Regions from separate parts of the Salmo salar genome. Here region 1 is linked to region 2. A link is a contact called in public Hi-C data. All regions are on one chromosome and are shown on one strand. The core of a region is the stretch at or near the end of the contact, and the rest is flanking DNA. Distances in the headings are between cores, read along the strand shown.

What was found. Hi-C and Micro-C count contacts between places; a contact is called where the count stands out from the background.
Region 1: a Hi-C map of gill shows a contact between it and region 2, with 3 times the contacts expected there. The contact joins the promoter of LOC106582410 here to the enhancer-like site in region 2. A contact is called at or near these places in 2 of 3 Hi-C or Micro-C datasets (gill and muscle).

The regions. Positions count from the first base shown.
Region 1 is chrssa21:46,091,679-46,098,510 of Ssal_v3.1, forward strand. It overlaps LOC106582410 (activin receptor type-2A), which reads right to left and starts at 3,173. Exons shown (of 12, transcript XM_014165502.2): 1 at 2,643-3,173; 2 at 1,992-2,183. The coding sequence starts at 2,046.
Region 2 is chrssa21:46,041,813-46,048,467 of Ssal_v3.1, forward strand. LOC106582410 (activin receptor type-2A) reads right to left here. Exons shown (of 12, transcript XM_014165502.2): 6 at 2,055-2,198; 7 at 1,559-1,702; 8 at 1,040-1,185; 9 at 222-336. Among protein-coding and RNA genes, the nearest start is that of LOC106582411, 14 kb to the left of the region's middle. Within about 2 kb of position 2,124, at least 2 of the 13 cell types and tissues checked have an H3K27ac peak or open chromatin away from gene starts, as enhancers often do. A contact at or near this core is called in gill, where this site is marked.

The sequences.
Region 1 (6,832 bases), core at 1,923-4,422, 51 kb after region 2:
GCCTTCCTATCGACAGGCCACCCACATTCCAACCCGCTTTGATTATACTTTAGGCCAGGGCTGTGTTCAGTAGGACACAGCATTGTGGAGTGTTCAGATAGGAACAGGCTTATATTATGTGGAACAGAACAGATGTCAGCTGCTCTATTGGTGATATTTCTATCTACAAGGTGGTGAACGTTACGGCCCAGGCAGTCGAGTAATGGAACCTGCCACTTCCTCAAAATAACATCAACATACTGTAGCTCGGTCACGACGGTGTGCAACATACAGCTCAAGTAGCATTGAGGTGAGGTGTGTAACTGACAATCACCCTCTATTGAGGTCAAAGTTCTGCTTGGTGGAAATCCCATTCGTTAAAGTGAGCAGATTGCTTTAGTTCAATCTCCTTATGTGGCTTGGCTAGGCCCAGTTTACTCAACCTGGCATCAGAGCCATACGAAACACATTGTACGTATTTCTGAGAACCTCCAAGACATATGACATGTACTAATGGTCTAGTTACTTTAGACAAACAAAAGTAGGGAGGTTGGTTCACCTAAACTGCTACATAACTTATCCTAACCTTTTTCATTAGTTCTCCTAATCACCAACGTAAATTCTCCCCATAATTCTTGTTTAGATGCAACAATCTACCTTTTCTGAGAGAAAGACGTATAATCATTTACATCATCCAACTCGTATGCCATTGTATGACCGGGTAAGACGTACGATACTATACATCCTCTAATTCGTATGATATTGTACAACTACTATTCCATTCATAATGTAAACTAATGTACACAATAAATGTACATTAACAGATTTAACAGATTTACGTACCAAATCCTACGAATTGCACTGAGACCTGACTGACCTCTGCCTGGTGAAAAGTAAATGGAGCTTTGACTCAGGAGATGACTTCGAGTCTTTGCCCCCCACCTCCCCCCTGCTCTGTGCAAATGGAATTTCTTGGAGTGTAGAGTGATAAGCACAGATGGAAGACTGTTTCTCAGGGCAGGCGCCAGCAGCACGTGCCTGGTTTCAAACAAAACCGCCACACACACTGAATCCTTGAGTCCCAACAAGCGATCTTTTAAACAGGAGATCAACTTGCTTTTTGTCCACTAACTGCTTTGGGATGTACCAACAAGAAACAAGTATTCGTGTTGATGTTTCATTTAAAGAAAACTAAGTGAATACTACTGTACAACAGACCATTACATAGGCCTAGGCATAATAATATGCAAATAACATGCAGTACAGTAGCTATACCTGAATGTATCAGAATGCACATATCTACATAAGAAAATATCTAGGCAGTACAACTGGGATTTCAGAGCCCAGATCACAATCACACCATAAAATAAGAATTTGTCCTTAACTGACTTGCCTAGTTAAATAAAAGTTAAAACAAAATAAAACAAATCTAGACTGAAATAACAACCACAACAGGGTCAACTATAGCCTCATCAGATATTCCATTTTTACATCACATAAATAGTCATAATGTAGTGGAGAGGATTCTCGATTGAATCATCTTCCTGCATAAAATATATAGCCGTCTTGACATTGCATGAAAAGCACACAACATATGCATAATTATAGGCCGACAGCTAGCTGTTCTCAATCAGATGCACACGTTGCCTCCTCTCTCCACATGAGGCCTACTCTACTCCTGTGTTGACTCTTCGCTTTCATCTCGCTATAGTGGCTAGACCGATGGCTATTGCTGTATTGGACTGGACAGACGATGACCACCAACATGATCTAATGTACAGTCAACTCTATTCAAAAAGCTGTTTAGTTTCAAGATGCTGTACATCCAATCGCGTTCCCGCGTCATATGACCCGCGGCAGCGAGCGCACATAACAGGGACAGTAGGATAGGCTATAACATTATCATAGGCCTACACTGTGATATGGATGTGTGTGAAATATTCTGACTATTGCATGCATGAACATGTGATCGCTGGTCGATATTTGAAGACTGCTTCCTATCGAATACCCACCTGAAGAACATGAGATCAAAAAGACGCCGAATGCCAGTTTCGTTGCTGGTCCCATTTTCGGTCAAATGTCAAATCCTTTATTTCCAGTAAATCCTGGTGCCACGAATCCTATGGGATTAGCGTCCAAAGTATCAGAGTACCTTTTTATAGCAAATGCATCAGGTGACTGACTGATTGAAAGAGCTGCAATGCCTGTAACATACAGCATACAAATTTCCACTTCAGAATCCTTAGTGTTTATTGTATTCTTCTGGCATGGGACATCGTTTGAAACACATGTAAAACAAAAATATATAACTATAAAGAAACTAAACTACTGCAAAAAAACAACAAAAAACGACGAATAGCTTGTTTGACTACTGGTTAATGTACTTGCTGCATGGTGTATCCATTCTGCACACAATAATGCAACATTGTCGCATTTTAGAAACAATGTCTAGCGCTAGACTATGTCCCAGCAAAAATAATCACAAACTCTTACTTTGTTGCAATTTTTCCGACTATCTAGCGATAATCTTTCATCTAGACAGCTATATTGCATCACCGTTAACATAAACCGGATTTGCATAGGTTTAAGATTGCCAACTGGTTACCTCACTAATTAAATCACAAATTCAATGAGTCGAGTTTGCGTAATTACATTTTACTGACCAAGTTTCACTCTTGCAAACATTACACCTTTCCAAAATCACGCGCGATCACATCCAAAGGAAAGTTGACGCCGGAGAAAACATTAACCAGCCATTCTACCGAAGGCTGTGTGTATTCCAAACGTTGTTTGTCCACAACATGCAAATAACGCAATATTGTCTCTAGCTGTCTTCAAAATCTGAATCTTGAATCACAGAAACTATATTTCGTATTTTAGATATGTCAATCGAGAAAGGATTGAAGTCGAGTTACACCGTTGAAGGCACATAGGAAACCCGTGAAGCTAGCCCGATACGTTAGCTACTGGCTGGCTTGGTCGGTATCGATTCAATCAATGTTCACTCGTGCGAACGGGAAGTGTGGCATACAAGAAAACAACGAATTAGAGAATTAAAATTAATCCTTTAGATGTAGTCTCTTTCGTCTAATATTGACGTTTTCCTTGAACGACTCGGTCATATAATTCTCATCACCTCTCCAAGTGCACAACTGTACTCAAGATGGCTGCTTGCACGGATTGTTTTTGATTTTTTTTTTTCATACTCATCTGTCACTACGCGGCTAAAGCTGTGACCGACATGAATAACGGCCAATAGAGAACGACAAATCCGCCAGAGCTTTACTGTTCCACCAATCCTGTGAGGCATTCTCTTGTCTTGTGCCCATGAATGAGAGGCAATAAACACGCCCAGGCGAGTGTACTGTGAGTAAAGGTATTGATGATGGGAGGGATGGCTGCAGATACGCTGATCAATAAAATTACTGGATTTTTTGTTGTTGTGAAAGGATAGGAACAGTAGTTTTGGTAATTGTTTCCTAGGAGACGCTAATTAGGGTCACATATGCAAAAACCTATAAAACCACGGACAACTCTAAACTGTCTAAGGCATCTTTGGGACGTCCCAACTCTGACGTCACGACATTGAAGTTGACATTAACACGGTGGTGGCTCGTTTTCCATCCAATTGGCGAGAGATTTTCATGCGAATATTCTAGAATCTGCATAAAGAAAATATATGTACATGTACATGGCATGTAGATTTAATAATAATTTAACTGGAGATAGAAAACATTCTGGTATTTTAGCCTATATTCATTAATATTGATCAACCAGTCTAATGAGCACATGGATGTATCAAGGGATTATGAAACCAATATACTGTATGAAACCTGTACTACTGAGGTGCTTTGGAATTCCCCGGATTAAAAATGTGGTTGTTTCAAATTCACATTTGAAGTGGAATTGAAACAAGTCCAACCTGACTGTCAACCTCTGGAAAGAAGATTTGTTTTTTCTAACTTTCTAGGTTATATTGAATTATGTAAAACAGGTCATTTAGATGCATTATGATGAAGTAAATTTGGATGTTAGTTAACAATTTGAGAACTAGAATATGCTGCACATTTGTGTAAACGTAATACTTTCCATGAGCTGCCTCTGGAATTAGGTAACCACACCTGACCTCATTTTTATTTGATCTTTATTTAACTAGGAAAGTCAGTTAAGAACAAATTCTTATTTACAATGACATCCTACCCAGACAAAACAGGGCCATTTGTGCACCACCCTATGGGACTCCCAATCACAGGCAGATGTGATACAGCCTGGATTTGAACCAGGGACTGTAGTGACGCCTCTAGCGCTGAGATGCAGTGCCTTAGACTGCTGCGCCACTTGGAAGCCCTATTTCTGTGAACATATAACCCAGGTCACTAAGTTGACCTAAAGAAAAGCGCTGGCGCTTATAACCTAAGCTTCAGTACGCATGTGGAAAATATCAAGGACATTAAGAGAGGATAGAAAGCCAGGATTTAGTCACATTTACTCACACCCAAGACCTGTCTCTCCAACCTACTTATGAGGCTATTACTCTAACTGCTAAATCACTTCAACACTCTCCTGAAATATGGGAAGTATTTGGTTGTGGGGTTCTATATATCACAGGAATACCAAGATGCCAGGCATTCTTCCCCTGGATGAGCTCATTAACTTTTAATCAGAGTTCTAAAAGTGCAAGAGATTATCCCAATGGATATCAAAGAGTTTGCGTGAGATGTCAGGCAGATGTCAGGAGACAGGCCATGCATCTGTTAGAGCGTGTCGTCCCTGTCAGGCTGCTAATGTCCTTGAGAGAGCGTACACGTGTCTTTCTTCCGTGAAGGTAATTACTGTACTATTTCCCAGGATTCAGTTCTGCCAAGTAGCCTAGGACCTATTGTACCCAGTACAAGGTTTAACTCACTCAAAATGACCACTGTGCTTTAACTATCTGGTCAATCTTATTTGAGTACTTAAAAGGCAACTCCCACATTTTAAATTACACTTTTGGGTTCATGTAAATTACAACTCTAACCAATGTAGTGCTAAACCACATACTTGCACAATGTAGGCATACTTCACCCTAGCTCTCGTGAATAGGTAATCACTTAAGCACTAGTAAACCATATTACACCCTGTCCTCTGAAATCACATTAATGTTGAGCCTTGGCACATGTTAAGGATAATAGCCCAGCTCCTTCACAGTAAGGCATATACAGTTGTCTTTTATCATCTTACTGTCAGTCCATATATACCAGTTTTTATCCTTGCACTATTTACAATGACTATTTAAATGATTGTTTGTGCACCATCCCTGCATGATTGAAACCTCCATTGCCCCAATAGGCATCATATTACCATTTCTATCTCTGTTTAACAGCTATATTTTAGACCTTTGCTAATGTAATGTTGTGCAGATATGAAACTGCATGTTAAATTGCACTGGCAAATGGCTGCCAGATGTATATGATCACTTATGACGTTGCTATGGTGAAATTAAGTTATCCATGCATACAGAACTTCGCGGGATGTTCATAGCAGAAACCCTCTTTTAATTTTGAATCATTGTCAGGGGACAAGCCATTGGAGGGAGGGAGCTGCAGTAGTCTCCCTCCAGCTACTTCACTTGCTATTTCATTAAAATTACAATAAAACCACAGCATATTTTGGATTATGACAGGTTATACAAGCATTATTGTGAGAAGGATTGTGCGCCATTCATTACAGTATCTGGCACTGGTTAATGTGGGTTGGCAATGCAATCTCCCTGTCACCATTGGAAATCAACACTAATTGAAGTTGAGAGGAGAGCTGAGGGGTTGGTGTGTGTGTGTGTGTGTGTGTGTGTGTGTGTGCACGTGCGCGCATGTGTGTGTGGCTGCTTGGTGACAGAGGGAGTAGAGGTGACGGCAGATTACCAGTGTGACCTGGGCAGCTATGACATTCCTCCCTGCTCCACTAATCTCATATCCTCCCTGACGTTACCTAGGCTGCAGTGTGTGAGTGTGTTCATGTTTTAATAGCCTACTTTCTAACTAAGGCAATGGCTGATGATAGTTACTAGTGCTACAGGGAGCCCATTATGAGGGCATCGGGTTTTAATGACATATAATGATCTATGCTACTAGTGGCTACAATGGCCTTGCCCAACTGAAAGGCACTTACTGCGAGGCCAATTCAATGTTGACTACTTACCATAATATTTTGCTAATCAACTTTCTTTATCAGAATTGTTTTGTCATTCCCTCTCCCACACTCTCTCCCTCTCCCACACCCTCTCCCTCTCTGACACCCTCTCTATCTCCCACACCCTCTGCCTCTCCCACACCCTCTCGCTCTCCCACACTCTCTCCCACATCCTCCCCTCACACTCTCACTCTCCCTCTCCCACACCATCTCCCTCTCCCACACCCTCTCCCATGCTCTTTCCCACACCCTCTCCCACAACCTCTCCCTCGCCCTCTCCCTCACCCTCTCCCTCTCCCACACCCTGTCATACACCCTCTCCCACACCCTCTCCCACTCTTCTCCCTCTCCCACACCCACTCCCTCGTCCACACCCACACCTTCTCTGACACCTTCTCCCACACCCATTCCCTCTCCCATACCCTCTCCCACATCCTCTTCCTCTCCCACACTCACACTCACACCCTCTCCCACTCCCACACCCTTTCCCTCTCCCACACCCTTTCCCTCTTCCTCTCCCACACCCTCATATCTTCCATATCTCACTGTGAAACAGGAAACCCAGAGGAATCAGATGGTGCAGCATACCTCATTAACCCTGCTAGAATAGGACGTCTCAATTCCTTTAGGAGGCCATTACTTACTGCAAGTAAATCCTTGTCATCCACCAGTACTCCCTAAATCA
Region 2 (6,655 bases), core at 874-3,373:
CAATCTCAATCGGTGGTCCTGCCTGTTTTGGATAATTTACATGCAATTGTCTCAATCTGACATCAGGGAATACAGAGTTCTGCTTGTGCTGAACAGATTGACGATGTTGATGTTTTTTTCTTTGTAACATGAACGTCGAGGTATGCTGACGTTTTTACAGTCATGTAGAACATCATGGACTACACCTTCCACAACCATTCCTCCCATCACTCATCACTCACCTGTCCGTGCGTGTCCCCAGCGGATTTCCCAGCCTCAAACCTCTGGGCCAGGCCAAAGTCAGCGATGCAGGCTGTCAGGTTGGACTTTAGAAGGATATTCTTACTCTTGATATCCCTGTGGATTACAGCAGAACAGAAACACACCAATGAGACAACAGACAGCGCGGGAGAGGAAAGATACCCATCATTTAACAGGATGAATGTTGTGTACTTTGACCTGTTCACCAGACGTCCTAACTGTCCCAGACCTGCTGTTTTCAACTCTCTAGAAAGAGCAGGAGCGGTAGAGATACTCTGAATGATCGGCTATGAAAAGCCAACTGACATTAACTCTTGAGGTGCTGACCTGTTGCACCCTCGACAACTACTGTGATTATTATTATTTGACCATGCTGGTCATTTATGAACATTTGAACATCTTGGCCATGTTCTGTTATAATCTCCACCCGGCACAGCCAGAAGATGACTGGCCACCCCTCATAGCCTGGTTCCTCTCTAGGTTTCTTCCTAGGTCCTGGCTTTTCTAGGGAGTTTTTCCTAGCCACCGTGCTTCTACACCTGCATTGCTTGCTGTTTGGGGTTTTAGGCTGGGTTTCTGTACAGCACTTTGAGATATCAGCTGATGTAAGAAGGGCTATATAAATACATTTGATTTGATTTACTTTCTGGAAGCAGAGTTAGATTTTTGGGGGGGGTAAGTGAAGGAAGGCAGTGGATTGAAAAGACCATCGAAGAGTAGGTCTTTAATGGCAGTGTAATGATAGAGGAACACAAACAGAGATAGGTGACCAGGGAGGATGGGAGAGCAGGGAGCTGACCTGTGGGCGATGGCTGGCTTGTGTCCGTCCTTCAGACCAGGGATGTCTTCATGGAGGTAGGCCAGGCCTCGAGCCGTGGTCTGGGCTATGTGGCACAGCTCGCTCCACGACAACACGTTGGCCTTCAAATAGTCTGTCAACGAGCCCTGGAAATGGAGGCAGACAACCAGTTAATATAACAGCACCTAGCAAATGTGGCTCACCTTGAAGTCAACATGCCACCATACCATCTGACATAATGCCAGCTGATTGTTCTACCTCTAACCACTAGAGGGCAGATATATTCAACACAGATAAAGACCATTCTAGTGTTTTCTGAAAAATAGGAAGGAACAGCTCTATCTAAGGTTGTCTAGTTAATAAATACTGGATCAGTGTTGCTACATAGACTTGCATTTTCACAACGACGCTTGATGTCTTGGGATAAATGTTAAATTCTAGCATGACTTCGTTGAATGAGTTGTGATTTAATTTGCTTTGTTTGTGCTGTGATCTTCTGACCAGCAGGGGGGGCTGTACCTTCTCGTGGTACGCTGTGATCAGCCACAGCTCTATGTCCATGTTGTTTCCCCTCTTCTCTGCTCCCAGGAAGTGGAGCAGGTTCTCATGCCTCATCCCGCTCAGGTTGTAGATCTCATACTCGTTCTGCCATGACTGCTTGTCCTGAGGACGCCAAACACACAGAAAACTGTTCAAGATGTACAATATCAACTGAGAATGGGTTTTGGATTCCTACTAGACATGAAAAGAAAAAAGAAAAAATATGATTGTTATTTAAAAATAGCATAATAATGTATGTTAGGTCATGTCAGTTGCTGCTCAGTGGTCAATCAAGGCCACTGTGGGCTTAGTGATTGGCCTCTAAAGTAGGGGGCTGGTCAGCCCAGGAGGATTACCTAGGGCCTGGAGCTTTAAGACTGATGACGCTCTCTTCTCCCTTCCAAAGAAGCAGAGAAAGCCTCCACACAGCCCTCTGTCCTGCTACTAGTGGTGGTTAGTGGTTACATTACTGTACCTGAATGGGGAATATTTTGACAGCCACGTAATCGTTGAGCAACTGAGCCTTCCACACGCAGCCGAAGCGCCCCCTGGCTTTGATCTCAATCAACTGCAGTGGCTTCTGTCCCAGGATGGGGGAGGGAGGCATGGGCCCCGGGTCCTGCAGAGGAGAAGAGAGAGAAACACACATCAAACTCACTGTTTGTTACACAGACACCAAGCATTAAATGGGACTGCAGTACATTGAAGTAGGATCCAAAATGGCTTCCATGTTGCAGGGCCAATGGTTGGGCTATGGGGAAAAGAGAAACTTTTAACCAGCTGCTGGGCTGGGTGCTATGAAGCTTTGACAGAAGGGGCTTATGGGGGCTAGGGAAGTGATGAGCATGTTAAACTTAAATCACCAACCCGTCTCCTCTCTGGACTACTGGATGAGGCCTGACCTACTTACCGTAGAGTAGCATGGAGGGACTGACTGACTGCTGCAGCACACCTGGTCTGGAGGGATATCTAGACCCGATTTACACTATAGGGCCAACCAGAACCATTCTGTTCTTTCCCGCTCGGCTTGGCCCAGGAGTTTACATTGCCTACTCTGAGCTGAGACCGCCACTTTTGACTGGTACTGTATACTGTAGGTACGGCTCTGATCTGCACTGGAGTCATGTAAAAGCATATGCTCTGCTCTAACTATAGATCATGTTTTATGGGCATGTCCATCATGTCCATCATAGCTCCAGACAGTAAGAAAAACAGACCTTTGCCTCGATACCATCAAGGAAGAGAACTACAGGATACCATCAAGGAAGAGAACTATAGGATACCATCAAGGAAGAGAACTACAGGATACCATCAAGGAAGAGAACTATAGGATACCATCAAGGAAGAGAACTACAGGATACCATCAAGGAAGAGAACTATAGGATACCATCAAGGAAGAGAACTATAGGATACCATCAAGGAAGAGAACTATAGGATACCATCAAGGAAGAGAACTACAGGATACCATCAAGGAAGAGAACTATAGGATACCATCAAGGAAGAGAACTACAGGATACCATCAAGGAAGAGAACTACAGGATACCATCAAGGAAGAGAACTATAGGATACCATCAAGGAAGAGAACTACAGGATACCATCAAGGAAGAGAACTATAGGATACCATCAAGGAAGAGAACTATAGGATACCATCAAGGAAGAGAACTACAGGATACCATCAAGGAAGAGAACTACAGGATACCATCAAGGAAGAGAACTACAGGATACCATCAAGGAAGAGAACTACAGGATACCATCAAGGAAGAGAACTATAGGATACCATCAAGGAAGAGAACTATAGGATACCATCAAGGAAGAGAACTACAGGATACCATCAAGGAAGAGAACTACAGGATACCATCAAGGAAGAGAACTACAGGATACCATCAAGGAAGAGAACTATAGGATACCATCAAGGAAGAGAACTACAGGATACCATCAAGGAAGAGAACTACAGGATACCATCAAGGAAGAGAACTACAGGATACCATCAAGGAAGAGAACTACAGGATACCATCAAGGAAGAGAACTACAGGATACCATCAAGGAAGAGAACTACAGGATACCATCAAGGAAGAGAACTACAGGATACCATCAAGGAAGAGAACTATAGGATACCATCAAGGAAGAGAACTACAGGATACCATCAAGGAAGAGAACTACAGGATACCATCAAGGAAGAGAACTACAGGATACCATCAAGGAAGAGAACTATAGGATACCATCAAGGAAGAGAACTACAGGATACCATCAAGGAAGAGAACTACAGGATACCATCAAGGAAGAGAACTACAGGATACCATCAAGGAAGAGAACTATAGGATACCATCAAGGAAGAGAACTATAGGATACCATCAAGGAAGAGAACTATAGGATACCATCAAGGAAGAGAACTACAGGATACCATCAAGGAAGAGAACTACAGGATACCATCAAGGAAGAGAACTACAGGATACCATCAAGGAAGAGAACTACAGGATACCATCAAGGAAGAGAACTATAGGATACCATCAAGGAAGAGAACTACAGGATACCATCAAGGAAGAGAACTACAGGATACCATCAAGGAAGAGAACTACAGGATACCATCAAGGAAGAGAACTACAGGATACCATCAAGGAAGAGAACTACAAAGGCAGGATGATGCTGATGATGACAGACTGATTAAGAGGTGTTCTGGTCGCCGTAGTGACGGACCATGACCATTCTGTGTCTACAGACTGTTACAGGTCTATACAGATGTCCGATCTCAATTTAAACCAATTTTCTACGGCAGGAAAATATTTATGCAGCAACAGGGAATGTGAATTATTATGTGGATTATAATTCATGGACCATTTTTGTAGGGGTTGATACATTTTTCTTCACGACAAATTAAGTCTGAAATTTCAAAAGCGGAAATTAAACTTTTGAAGCGTTTTTAAAACTCAAATACACTAGAAGTTTGCGTTTCCTGGCTGCTTGCCTGCTTCAATGAGGGCCGCTATTGGTCCTCTAATGAATTAGTTGAATAGCAGGGAAGGTAGCCTCTTTAATGTCAGAGAATGTTTATCTTTCCCCATAGGTTGTACACATAATGGCCTGCATGCGTACAGCCAGAACAGGAAGGGAAGGATAGACAGATTAATGACGGCAAAGGAGGAACAGGAAGGAGGGAAGAGGGAAACCAAGTGAAAGAGGGCAGCATATAGGGCAGGATATATAGCCTGGGCCTAAAGCCTGCAGTCCAGACCTAGCCGCAGCCACACCCTGCACCTCTAGCTGTCTTCACAGTGTTCAAGGTCATGTTTACGTTGCCATTCTCTCAAGTGATCAATCATAGCACAGGCACTTGTAAAAATGAAAACAATGTCATTTTTATGGTCCAGCTGTCCCTGTAGGCTAGGACCGGGCTGAGAGGCCTAACATTTATCATCTGTGTGACACATTCTTTTGTCTTCAACAGGAGAATCAATATTGATGTTTGCAAGCTACTGAGAACGGTTATCCTTGTACTGACTTAGCTATACTGCAAACCAGCAGGCACTGAGTCGCTTCTGTTCAAAATGGTTATTATATTTAAGTAGCCTATAACTGTTGGTGTGTGTGTGTGTGTGTGTGTGTGTGTGTGGTTAGCCACCATTCTCCCACCCCACATTGATATAAGACACCATATCGATCATTTCACCATCACGTTCTTTGGCTGCATTCATAGCATGCTCAGACTCTTGCATTCCAACCAATAAGCCAACGGTCCATGCACTTCCCTCCTGCTGCTGAATCCCAAACAGGACAGTGGATTTAGCGTATATCCGTGCACATCAAAAAATGAAAATAACAGCGAGCAGTTTCAAACTCATATAGACATGAATGGTGCATCTGAGGTGGTGGGAGTCTCAAGCTTGAGGGATTTGATAAATCATATTCACAAGAGATGCAGAAACTGTGAACAGATCGTAACCAACTGCTGAATGAGAGAGACTTCTCTTACCTCTATCATAATATGAAAGGTGTGCTAGTTAAGGAAAGAGGTGGAAAGAAAACAACATTTCCAGCATGAGAGACAAAACAAATGGCAGCTGAGCTGATGACCTGTGGCCAGAGGATATGTTAACACCACTCCTGACCTAGGATCAGGGACACCAAGGGTCTGTCCTGAGAGTCAAACGTGGCTTCAACGGACCTCAACAACAAGAATGGGCCATTGTTACACAGCAACATCTGGAAGAAATAACCAGTCAACTGTGAGTTCCCCTGCTCACCTGCAGCCACGTTTTCAAGTCACGACAACATCTGACAGTCTATTAGCCTGCCCTGCTCTGCCCTGTCCTGTCCTGCTCTGCCCTGTCCTGTCCTGCTCTGCCCTGTCCTGTCCTGCTCTGCCCTGTCCTGTCCTGCCCTGTCTTGCCCTGTCCTGTCCTGTCCTGCTCTGCCCTGACCTTCCCTGCTCTGCTCTGCCCTGTCCTTCCCTGCTCTGCCCTGTCCTACTCTGCCCTGCTCTGCCCTGTCCTGCTCTGCCCTGTCCTGCTCTGCTCTGCCCTGTCCTGTCCTGCTCTGACCTGCCCTGCTCTGTCCTGCCCTGCTCTGCCCTGCCCTGTTCTGCCCTGCTCTGCCCTGTCCTGCTCTGCCCTGCCCTGTCCTGCCCTGTCCTGCCCTGCCTGAGAAAGCTCTCTCTTTCTCCCAGAACTGACTCTGACTCTAAACCCTGTTACAATACAATCCTATTGAATCTCCAGCCAATTCATTCCTGTTTCCACCATTCACACACCACTGACCGATGACGCAATAGGGCGAAGGGAGTGACTAACAAAACTCCTGGGCAAATCCTAACTAGTAATGGTGTGTGACACAATGGCAGTATGTTAAGCGTATGTGTGTGAGGAGAGAGGCTGCAGTCCGCCTGCTAACACCAGGTTTTCAAGCACAGCTCTGTGTGTATATTATAGTGTGTTCAGCCTGAGGACACTGTAAAAATGACAAGCTGACTGGAAGCATTTCAGCGGCTGCCAACAATTCCCTCAGAATTTAGCAATGGCTGTTACAGAGTGTTATTACGCTTCTGGTCCCTTCCCTCCCGACACACCGTCAAGCAAGTACACA